Linked DNA regions of Mus musculus: region 1 is linked to region 2. Evidence: chromatin contacts called from public HiChIP or PLAC-seq data. All regions are on one chromosome and are shown on one strand. Each heading gives the region's core, a stretch centred on a gene start, on an enhancer-like site or on the middle of the called end of the contact. The rest is flanking DNA. Distances are from core to core; before and after follow the strand shown.

What was found. HiChIP or PLAC-seq counts read pairs in DNA pulled down with a chosen protein or histone mark.
Region 1: an H3K27ac HiChIP or PLAC-seq map of thymic regulatory T cells shows a contact between it and region 2, with 5 times the contacts expected there. The contact joins two enhancer-like sites. A contact is called at or near these places in 1 of 39 promoter capture datasets (liver) and 2 of 115 datasets of contacts at active chromatin or transcription factors (large pre-B cells and thymic regulatory T cells).

Annotation. Positions count from the first base shown.
Region 1 is chr3:101,298,195-101,303,512 of GRCm38.p6, reverse strand. No RefSeq gene overlaps it. Among named protein-coding and RNA genes, the nearest start is that of Gm32803, 4.2 kb to the right of the region's middle. Within about 2 kb of position 3,027, at least 80 of the 459 cell types and tissues checked have an H3K27ac peak or open chromatin away from gene starts, as enhancers often do. A contact at or near this core is called in thymic regulatory T cells, where this site is marked.
Region 2 is chr3:100,407,516-100,412,558 of GRCm38.p6, reverse strand. No RefSeq gene overlaps it. Among named protein-coding and RNA genes, the nearest start is that of Gm32471, 7.9 kb to the left of the region's middle. Within about 2 kb of position 3,053, at least 26 of the 459 cell types and tissues checked have an H3K27ac peak or open chromatin away from gene starts, as enhancers often do. A contact at or near this core is called in thymic regulatory T cells, where this site is marked.

The DNA.
Region 1 (5,318 bases), core at 1,778-4,277, 890 kb before region 2:
AACACCCAGCCCCAGTCTAGAGTCAAACAAAGTGCTCCAAGTCCCTCTGTAGCAGGGGCAGGCGACTCCTCTGAGTCCCTCTAGTCCCTCCCAGGGGCTTCAGGTCCCTCCAGTCCCTCTGCGGCAGGGGCAGGCAGGCGACTCCTTCCGGTTTACTGCCTGGATGGAAAGCTGAGCCTGGGGCAAGGAGGAAGAAAGGAGGCTGCCTGTCTGATGGCTTCCTTTCAGCTGCTGTGCACAGACTGGGGTGAAACTAATGACAGAAAGATCTAGATGCCCAGCGGGCTCTGCCTGGTAGATAATTAGGTGTTCATCGGCAGTGACGAGGTCACTCAACTTCCCGTTTGTTGGTAGCAGGTCTGAGCATCCATCTGAATGCTGGCCATTTTGCCATCTGTGACTCAAGCCACCACAACCCCAGCACCCCTGTGTATTTTGCCCGTCCCCTCATTTGGCTCCTATCTTCTTCTGTTGTGACCCCATGGCTACTTGTGTATCTCTTTTACCTATCCAAAATTTAATCCCCCTCCTTACTCTTTTGCAACATAAATGAGTTTTGGATTCCATAGTCCCCATGGCTATTAGCCTGGCTACCTGTTATTCTACAAACATCCGTACTCCCATCCCCACTCTTCCTTCAACCCCCATGTGTGACAACCATCAGTTGACACCACATTGGACATCCCCATTAAACACCCCAGGCCAACATGAGCATGGGGTGGCCATTCATCCTCCTCCCTCGATTGACACCTCTGGTTTCTCTCCTCATTATCTCTGCCTCCCTCCCACCCGCCAAACCCACTCGCCACCCCTGTCACCTAGCCTTAGGGAAGCTGACTTTGTCTGTAATCTAGGAACCACAGGTGAGGATCAGACAGAATATAGTCAGCAGGGTTCTATCCTCAAACTATCCTCCTTGGGCCAGGGTGAGCATGTGACAGATTCGGGCCAACCCCACTCAAGAGGGCATTATTGCGGACATCTAGAACAAAAAGCTTCTATTTTGTAAACATAAAACAGCTCTCACCTCAGAAGGAATAAAAGATAATTTGCCAGTCTAATATCTAATATTGGTGACCATGGCCTTGGGACATGGATTCAATCAGACAGTCTTGGACAGTGTGTTCTAATGAATGGAAATGGTTTCATAGTTACCAAAAAAACAACAACAACAACAACAAGCCATAGGTCAATGTTGAACACACTGGTGGAAGTTCAAGGCATATTCTAACAAAACAAGTACGTCTCTGTTCTAGGTTTCAGATGTTGTCTGAGGTCATTCTTATCTTTTGGGCTGGTATATGCTAGCAAACTATTAATTCATTCCAACCTGTGTCACCAATAGTCGAAGGATGTGAGGCCAGAGGTGAGCACTGAATAACTATTAAATGGACTGAAGATAGCCCAATATAAATTAGTCCTGGATCTGTAACATTGCAACTCACCACAATCTCGGGCTTCTAGTCAATTTATCAGCCATATAGAATCCGTTACACAGGTGTGGCTGCCCCACTCTACCCTCCCCAGGAACTTCAGGTCGCATTAGTCTTCTGAGAGAACTTCCAGACAGGTCTGAGCTGACAGTAGACATCTTTAGCACCATATGTGAAGAGCTGAAAATGAAGTCAGAGTAGAATACCAATAGACACGGGAGAACAGAGCTTTGATCTTACCGCCTCCACTCATGTCATGCTTGAGCCCCACCCCTGCATCTCATCCACAGGCTAATCAGGCCAGCACCACCTCTGACCCCAAGCTCTCCCTACATCTGACCTCACCCTCCTAATCCTCCCACTCAAACCCCATAGTAACCTGCATAGGGGTCTCTCTGCCTCTGCCAAGTCAGGCTTGAAAACCTGAAGTCACAGGAGACAGCTACTCTCCTCAGAACCCTAAAGACACTGCAAGAGCAGTACCCCAATCCTCAGCACCTGGCTGCTCCCCTCTGAGCAACTCTCCTAATTCTGCATCCTGTCAGCTCGCTCCATCCCCACTGGCCTCTTAGCTCCTGCCTCAGGACCTTTGCACATGCCATTCTGTCTCTCAGCCATGGTCTCCCACAAGTGGCAGTATGGCTGGCTCCCATTTGCCACATAGGCTTCAGGTGAGCCATTGAGACCATGTCTGCCTAACATGGAACCCTCTTGCCACTCCAACCCTTGGCTTTGCTTCGTCTCTCTAGAACACCTTACCATTACCTGACAGACTCATATTTACATCTGTGTGGCTATACCCACTCATCAGCACCCTTAGAACGTGTGGGCTCGTCTTCTTTGCTAATGAATATAGAAACTTCTAGAACACCTCCTGGCACCAGGCAGGCTCTCAGTAAAGCACCATCAATTGATTGGTTGGGTGAATTAAAGGCTCTTGTCCTTAGTTTGAGTGAGGCATTTTAAACTGGGTTCCTGCCACAGGCAGACAAAAGCATTCCAGTACAGAATTCAGTTAAGATTTGCTTTAAACGTGGGCAGATGAACAGCTTAGCTTTGGCTGGGTTTAAGTGACATCTCCATAGCAGACGCGAGTGCACCTGCCCGGCTGAGTCCCAAGATTCTTATATATCCCTGTTCTCCTTGGATCCTCATGTAGTTTTGCAAGACACACGCGGTCCATGCTGCCTGCCCCTCACGTGACAGGGAACGTGAGTGTGGTCTGGCTAAACAGCAGAGCCCCTGTTGCTTTGTCCCCAGCCCACAGTTCTGTTTCTGCATTTCTATCCACAGTCTCACGGCTTCACCATGTGGCTCTCCCCAACAGCCCGAGGGGAACACAATGAAACCCTGTCGCTTGCAGTCTCTATTTATCTGGCATTTCCAATCCCCTCTCCTCGGAAAGCCAATAACATTCTGAATTTTTCCCACAAGAGATTGTGGGCTCTTTGGGAAGGAGAAAAACAAGCAGATGGTTCTCAGGAAACCGGATCTGTGCTGTGAGATCAAAATTTCCCCTTCTGTAAACCAGCCCTTTGCAGAACGTTCTTCAAACCGCGGACAACAGACCTTCATGTGCTCCAGCCTTAAGTGGCCACGGTATGCGGCAGACTCCTCTGCCAGCCCCTCGCTCCCAGCCAGAGCAGCTTGCCCTTCCTCAGCTAGTCCCCACAGGCCAAATTAGCTCTTGTTTAAGTTCCCTCCCCTTGCCAGCCCCCAGCGGACATGCGCAGGCTTATCTGTTTTCACACGTAATGGATCGAACAGCAGGGGCTTCTTGCTGGAAACTGTTTTCTAGGCTGCAAAAGGCTACAGAAAACCACGAAGCTGCTAACACAGTTCAGAACTTACTAATACACACTTGGCAGGAGCTGGCACAGGATACTGCCCCATGACCATGGAGAGGGACAGATGACAGCTCTCGGTGGTGGTAGTTTTAGGATTGGACCCCTTATCCGGGGACTTTCTGTATTGCTAGTTCTTTTTGATGAGGCTCAGAGATGCACAAGTGGCTTCTACATGAGGTCACAATGTCAAATACTATTGGGGCTCCCTACTGATTCCAAACTAGGATCTACAATAGACCTAAGTCCCATTTTTCTGGTGTTTGTTTGGGAAATCAGGATAATCTATTAAGGAGTAGCTTATGCTGCTTCGTAACCATAAACGATGAAACGGTTTTGTGGACTTTTAGCCACCCCACAGAATGCATCTTTGTAATGGGGAAAAAGGTTGTGTCTGTGCCCACAGTCATAAATCTGCTGTACTGAGCTGAGGCTCAGCTAGAGGTCATGGTCCCTTGCCCCTTGGCTCCGATGCCTTAACCATTGGTAACAGCCTGGTCTCTCTTGAGAGAAAAACAAACCTCAGCACTCAGCCTTGGTCTCAGTATGCCTTCATTTCTGTGGTCTTATTTTATATTGAGTGGTGGAATCCTCCGACTTTTATCCAGGCTGTCTTATTTGTTTGCTAATTTATTCACTTGTCGTTACAGGATTTCTGTAAGACTTGGGGGAATTTCACAGAAAGGAGAACTTAGAGCCCTCCTAGAGACAGGGTGGATGCAAGGTGGGGCTCCCAGGGGTGCAGAGAGACTCAGGGGTTCCCTGGCTTTCCCTTCTTAAGAGGATTTTGAAAGAGCTGAGAACAGAAGCCACCTGCATTATCTGATAACGGGTGTGTAATGGGTAGACGAGAGAAAACAGATGGGAAAGCGCAACTCAAATGGTGGAATGACAGGGGCAGGGCGGCTCGTTTGGTAAAACTCTTGCCCTGTAAGTATAAAGACCTGAGTTTGGTCCTCAGAACCTGGGTGGAAACACTGGTTGTTAATGTGCACTTAATGTCCTGCTCCAGGGAGGGGAGGGGAGGCCTGAGTCTGGCTGGCCAGCAGACTAACTTACTTAAGGAGCTCCGGGTAACGTAGAGACTTTGTTTTAAAGTAGGTAGATGGCTTTCCGGAGGATGGATTCCTAAGAGTTCTCTGGCTTGCACATGTGCATTTAAAACAACCCCCACCTACCCTGTGTGTACACGTGTGTGCATGCACGAGCACACACACACACACACACACACGCACACACACACACACACACACACACGAATCCAGTAGAAGCCAGATGTTTGTTTCTTAGACTGTATAAAAACATGGGATTATAAAAAGCATGAGTTCAGGGAAAGTGTGACTCCAAATCAAACAAGAGGCACGGACATGGTGGATCAAGACTAGAGAAGCAACCCCGAGGACATTGGGCCTCAAGGGGCTGGGGAGAGCACTAGGAACACTGGGTGCTTTTTAGAGGACCTGGGTTTTTTTCCCAGCACCCACATGGTGGCTTATAACAATCTGTAATTCCATTCCATTATCATAGCAGGAATGGAGGGAGGTATACCAGATAGCCCATACCAGACAATGCTGGGTAGAGCCCTTGGTGTGCTGGGGGTAAACTTGTGCCCTACGTCTCAACCAAAGCTGCGTTGAGAAGCAGATACCACCATCCCAGGTGAGACAGATACTGTTCCATCAACCTTGATACAAAGGAAAAGCTAAAACTTAGGTCACACAGCACTTGGAATCCTGAAACCCCAGGGAAAGGGCTCACATAGATACAGACTTTCATTTATTCTTTTGGTGGGGCCAGAGATCAAACTTGAGGCCTTGCAAACTCCTGGGCAAGCTCCACCGCTGAGCTCTCCCTCAGCCCACAGAGACACTCTCCCTGGGAAGGCAGATGAGAGCTTCTTTCTTAGGAGCTCACTGGTCACTAGAACAGAGGCCGAGAGCTTGCTTGGCAGGCTTTGAATTCCAGCCTTGGCCTCTGCTATACAAGGATGGAATGAAGACCAGCTCTTCCCGGTCCTTCTCTTGCATGGGCTAGGTGTCAG
Region 2 (5,043 bases), core at 1,804-4,303:
GAAAAATCAGAATTAGCATAGTTAAGATTATAGTATACTTATTGCTGAGATCAAGAGCCCAGTTTAAAGAAACTACCCACTGGACCTCTGACAACTTTCATCAGTTCTTCTGGCATCCACAGAGGAGTGGCATCTTCAAGGCTCTGCTTTTTCGCTTATTTAACCACTCTGCTGCCATTGCTTGCTGCAGATCTCCCGTTCAGATGCAGAATCTCTGGGTACCTCAGGGTTGCATGCATAGTGAGCTTGAGTAATCCCAACTGTTTGGAATTTACCCGAAACCAACTTAAATGGCCGAGTCCATGTGTATGGAGGCGTGACCACATAATGGAGAGTTCAAATGAGCTTGCATGTAGAATGCAAGTATGAAGCTTACGTAATGAAGGCTGTGTTACTTCGGAGCTTCCATGCGTAGTATTAAATCCCAACAGTGACACAGCGACTGTTTACAGTGGAGACCCACAGATGTTATTTTCATGGAATGCTTTGTCACTGACTGACATTGTTTGCAACTGCTGGCACATGGGGATAATAAAAAGCAGACTGGCTTCTAGCTGGTTATATTCTTGGTTTTAAAAGCTCTACAGACTTTCTCTTTGCCTGCACTCAGGGCAGACTGCTTCATTTGCCCACTCATTGATTGACCACTGCATCCAGCATTGCTGTAGCCTGAGTGGGGAGGGTGGTATGTACGAGTTCATATAAGATCCAGTTCATATAAGATAAAGACCTCAAGGGCCCATGCTAGTTTGAGGGTTGTGCTTAGGAGAGGTGGGCACTGTTGCTCCAAGCAACTGTGTGTAGTGGATATTACTGGCACACACACGCACACACACTCATTTCACATGCCCAAGATGCTTCTATTTTGCATGATGTGACATGGCCACATATAACCACAAATGCAATGGGCTATAATTCAAGTCACATCAGCTACTGTAATGCCACTAAGTCACATCTGAGTCCACAGAGCTGAGTGAGTTTCATTCGTTCAATAGTTTGACTGAGAAACCATCTGCTAGCCATCAGCTGGTGGGTTATTTAGTAAATAAAACAAATCACTAACGACACACTCCGTTCTCACAATCTGTGCCAACACAATTCATCCATGTTAACAGTACTTACTCCTCAGCCAGCCCTGTGTGTAACTTGCTTCTCTGTGTCAATTCTGAATGACCCACTTCAGTCCACATCAAGTTCAAACACTGACCATACAGTGCGTCTAGCTGAGTAGGGGGATCCTGGCAGGTTATACTGTTGTTTCTTGTAGTTGGTGAGAGAAAGGTACAATAGAGAGAATTTTGGAAGGGCTAATACATTGCTTAGGTCTTCAATTCCTTTGGTCTTTTTCCTATAGCTCAGTGTCACTGGCCGGGACTCCACAATTTCCTGATGGTATAGAACCCTACATGGCACCCAGTGAGAAGTGTAAGTGGGAGCCTTATTTGGTAGCTTGGGGTACCAATTTCTGGACTTGAGTTTTAGTGACCTCAGGCTAGGCTAATTTGGTCACAGTGAGACCTTGACTTTAATTTTATGTCCACAGGGGAGACTCCTGGCACAGTTGCTGTTATCTTTAGTTATCTTGATGCACTGAGAAGGAACCAGCTTTCTCTTCAGTTCAGCTTTTCTCACCTCAGTTAATCTGCTTTCTGTGGCACTCACTGGGTCCCCCACCACCACCAAAATCACCTCCAATGTGTACACTGTTGTTTGAACCTTTTTTTTTTTTTTTTTATAAAACCAAGGATTCCTTAATTATGTCTGCCCAAATATAGGGAAGAGTTTCAGTGTCTTCACTGCCTCCTTCATATGCTGTGTTCCTTGAAATGCCTAAAATGGTTCCCATGCTCAACAAAACCAGTTTATGAATAATGTAATTTTCTTTTCAATCCATGTCACTGAGTAGGATTGGTTTGGGCAAATAATAAGGAGAGAAGGGCATTTACAGAGGGAAAAGAGTTGGGTAAACAACCAAGTCATGGGAAGGGGAGAAATCAAGGCTGTGTTGAAGGCCTCAGGAACAAGGACTTACAGATCTGCTGTTGAACCCTGTTAACAATGTAGGAGTTCTCAGTAATGAGAACCAGGTGGTGTTGTGAAGTGGAAACGTAAGGGTTCTTTGGAAAGTCAGTTGTGTTGGATGGTGTTTTGCTGGGGCAAACATGTAAAGGAACATGTTGCTGAAGGGGAAAGAAAGGCTATTAAGGACTCAGGAAGGAACATTTCACTGAAGCAGACACAGGTGAAAGGATGTTTTGCTGAAGCAAGAATGTGAAAGGACTTGTGATGAAGGATTCTTCGCTAACGACATGAATGTAATGGTCCACCTTACGTTGTGTAGTTGAGCTCCTTTTGTTGGGATGCAGCAAAAAACCCTGTGGTGGTATGTTTTGGCTTCTTGTCACTTCCTCGGACTCAGGCAGATTGGCAGAGTGATGTCAGCTGAGACAGATTCACATGTGGAGGCAAGATCCATGGAGGACATGTGGTGTTTGGAGGGAGTACAAATAGGACTCACCAGACTACGAGAGAGGCTTGCTTGGAGAGTTAGCTGTTCAGTGCTTGTTGGTCTCTTGTCTTTTCTGATCTTTGCTGAGAGAGGCACTTCCCCTGTGTTCCTGCTGGTTCAAATTCCTCCTGCCGACTGACTCCTGCCGATTCAGTTGAGGCCTGGTTATTCCTGGAAGGTCGTATCTCCGATGGATGCTGCTATCCTGACACTAACAAACTGGACTGCTGGTATACCTGTGAAATGTTTTCCAATCGATCAAGCTGCTGCTGCTGACCTGTGAACTGAACTGATGGTTTCTGGACAACACAGCTGGGATTTGCTCCAAAGAACCATTTCTAAACAGGTTCACTTCCTCTGGATCTTTTCTTTTTCACTGCCTTTGGTGGGTGGTGGGCTAAAACATTTAAGAACCATTATTAAAAGTAGGCTTTGAAAAAAAATAAAGTTACAGTGTTGCTTAGAAGAGAACTTGTAATTGGCCTTGCTTGGAAGTGGTTCCTGATTGTGGCCAGAGACGGTACTGTGAAGTAGAGACAAGGCCTGCTGGCTGCGGGTGATGGGAATCCCCATGTCAGGAGGTCTCAGGGACTGGCAGCCTCTGTGATACATATAGTCAGGTCTGGGGAGGAAGTCACAACTTCCTCCTTTATTACTGTTGTTCTGTTGTGTTCCCCACTGTTTGTACACACTACAGCTCATTTCCCAATGTTGACTGGCAGATTGAATTTTTTTAAAACTTTTTATTGACTTTTCTTGCAAGTTTCACATCACACACCAGAGTCCCCCTCATCTCTTCAACCCATCGTATCTGTCCTCTGCCTTTGCAACCTCCCCCCCCCAAAAAAAGAAAATAACAAACACACAAACAAAATAAAACAAAAACAAACCATAGAAAACATCTCATTGTTGAAGCTGTAGTATGTCATAGTGTGTCCCACAGGATATCCTTCTGTCCACATACCTTCACGTGCAAATGTTCATTGCAATGAGTCATTAATCAGGTTCAAGGTCTCTGGCTTCTGTTACACCATCTATGTTGGATTCTCACCCAGACTCCTTCCAGTTATCCTGTTGTTGCCCTGTGTCATGGAGATCCTGCAGTTTTGAATCAGCAGATCCAGCCCTTTCACTCACTCCAACAGTTCACAGATGGTGTAGATTTTGGAGTGAGCTATCTCAAATCCTTGGTTTCTGAGCCTGGGTGGTAGCTGAGCTAATCAGCTTGTGGACTCAACTCTCCTGTATCTGTATCACTAGGGTAAGCTCTGCAGCACTGTTCCATTTAACCCGTTCAATGCCACTACCAGCAGGAGGCAGGGTCAACTCTTCTGCTCTCATGCCCTTGGGACTGGCTCACCCTCACCCATACCTTTAGAGTCTGTGTTGCCCAGGGGAGGTGTGGGGCCCACTCTCCCAAGTGCTTTAAGCCTGGGAGTGGCTGGGTTAGATCTCCCACCCTCACATGTTTGGAGCTGGCTTATCAGTGCCCACACCTCAAGAGCCAGCTCCACTGTGTTGCCCAGTTGAGGGGCAGGGCCTACTCTCCCCGAGTGCTACAGTCAGTGAGGGGCATGGACAGCTCTCCCACTCTCATGATCTCAGGGCTTCAGGTGCCAAGGGATGAGAGGGTGCCCACACTACCTCATGGCAGACAAGTGGTAGGATCAGCTAGCTCTGCCTTGCTCTCACCCTCTGGCCAGGTTACCTGTGCCCCCTTCACCAGGGCCAGCTCTGACGTTCTGCCCAGACAAGGTGCAGCTTACTTCACAGTGTTGATTGGCTGATTAAACCTTAAAAAAAATGAATGACCAGCCGGGCGTGGTGGCGCACGCCTTTAATCCCAGCACTCGGGAGGCAGAGGCAGGTGGATTTCTGAGTTCGAGGCCAGCCTGGTCTACAAAGTGAGTTCCAGGACAGCCAGGGCTATACAGAGAAACCCTGTCTCGAAAAAACAAAACAAACAAACAAACAAACAAAAAATGAATGACCAGTTTAGGGACGAAATTGTGAACTGTATATAGTTGAGGAAGAACCAGTAGATCACAGGTAGTTCATTGAGAGTAACACTAGCACATTGCAGGCTTTAACTGCACATCATCTGTGGTCTTAACAGCTAAAACGTGGCTCAAGGCCTGTGGATATTAGTGAACAACACTCAAAGCCATGGAGGAAGATCCAGAATTAGAGGACAAAGAAGATGGTATGTAATGAACTTCAATTGCCCATATGTTGTTGCATTGGCTCTAGCCTTATTCTACACATTCCCATCTGCATGTTCCATCTCCTAAAGTACACTTCGAGATCCCCAGAAGACAACAGCAACAAGGAAAATATGAACAATCAGACAAACAGCAAACTGGGAGAGGTAGCACAAATGTTTAATCCCAGCTCCTGGGAGGCGGAGGCGGAGGCGGAGGCGGAGGTGGAGGCGGAGGCGGAGGCGGAGGCGGAGGCAGAAGTAGGTGGGTCTCTGTGAGTCTGAAGCCAGCCTGGTCTAGAGACAAACACTACATGATGAGATCTTTTATCAA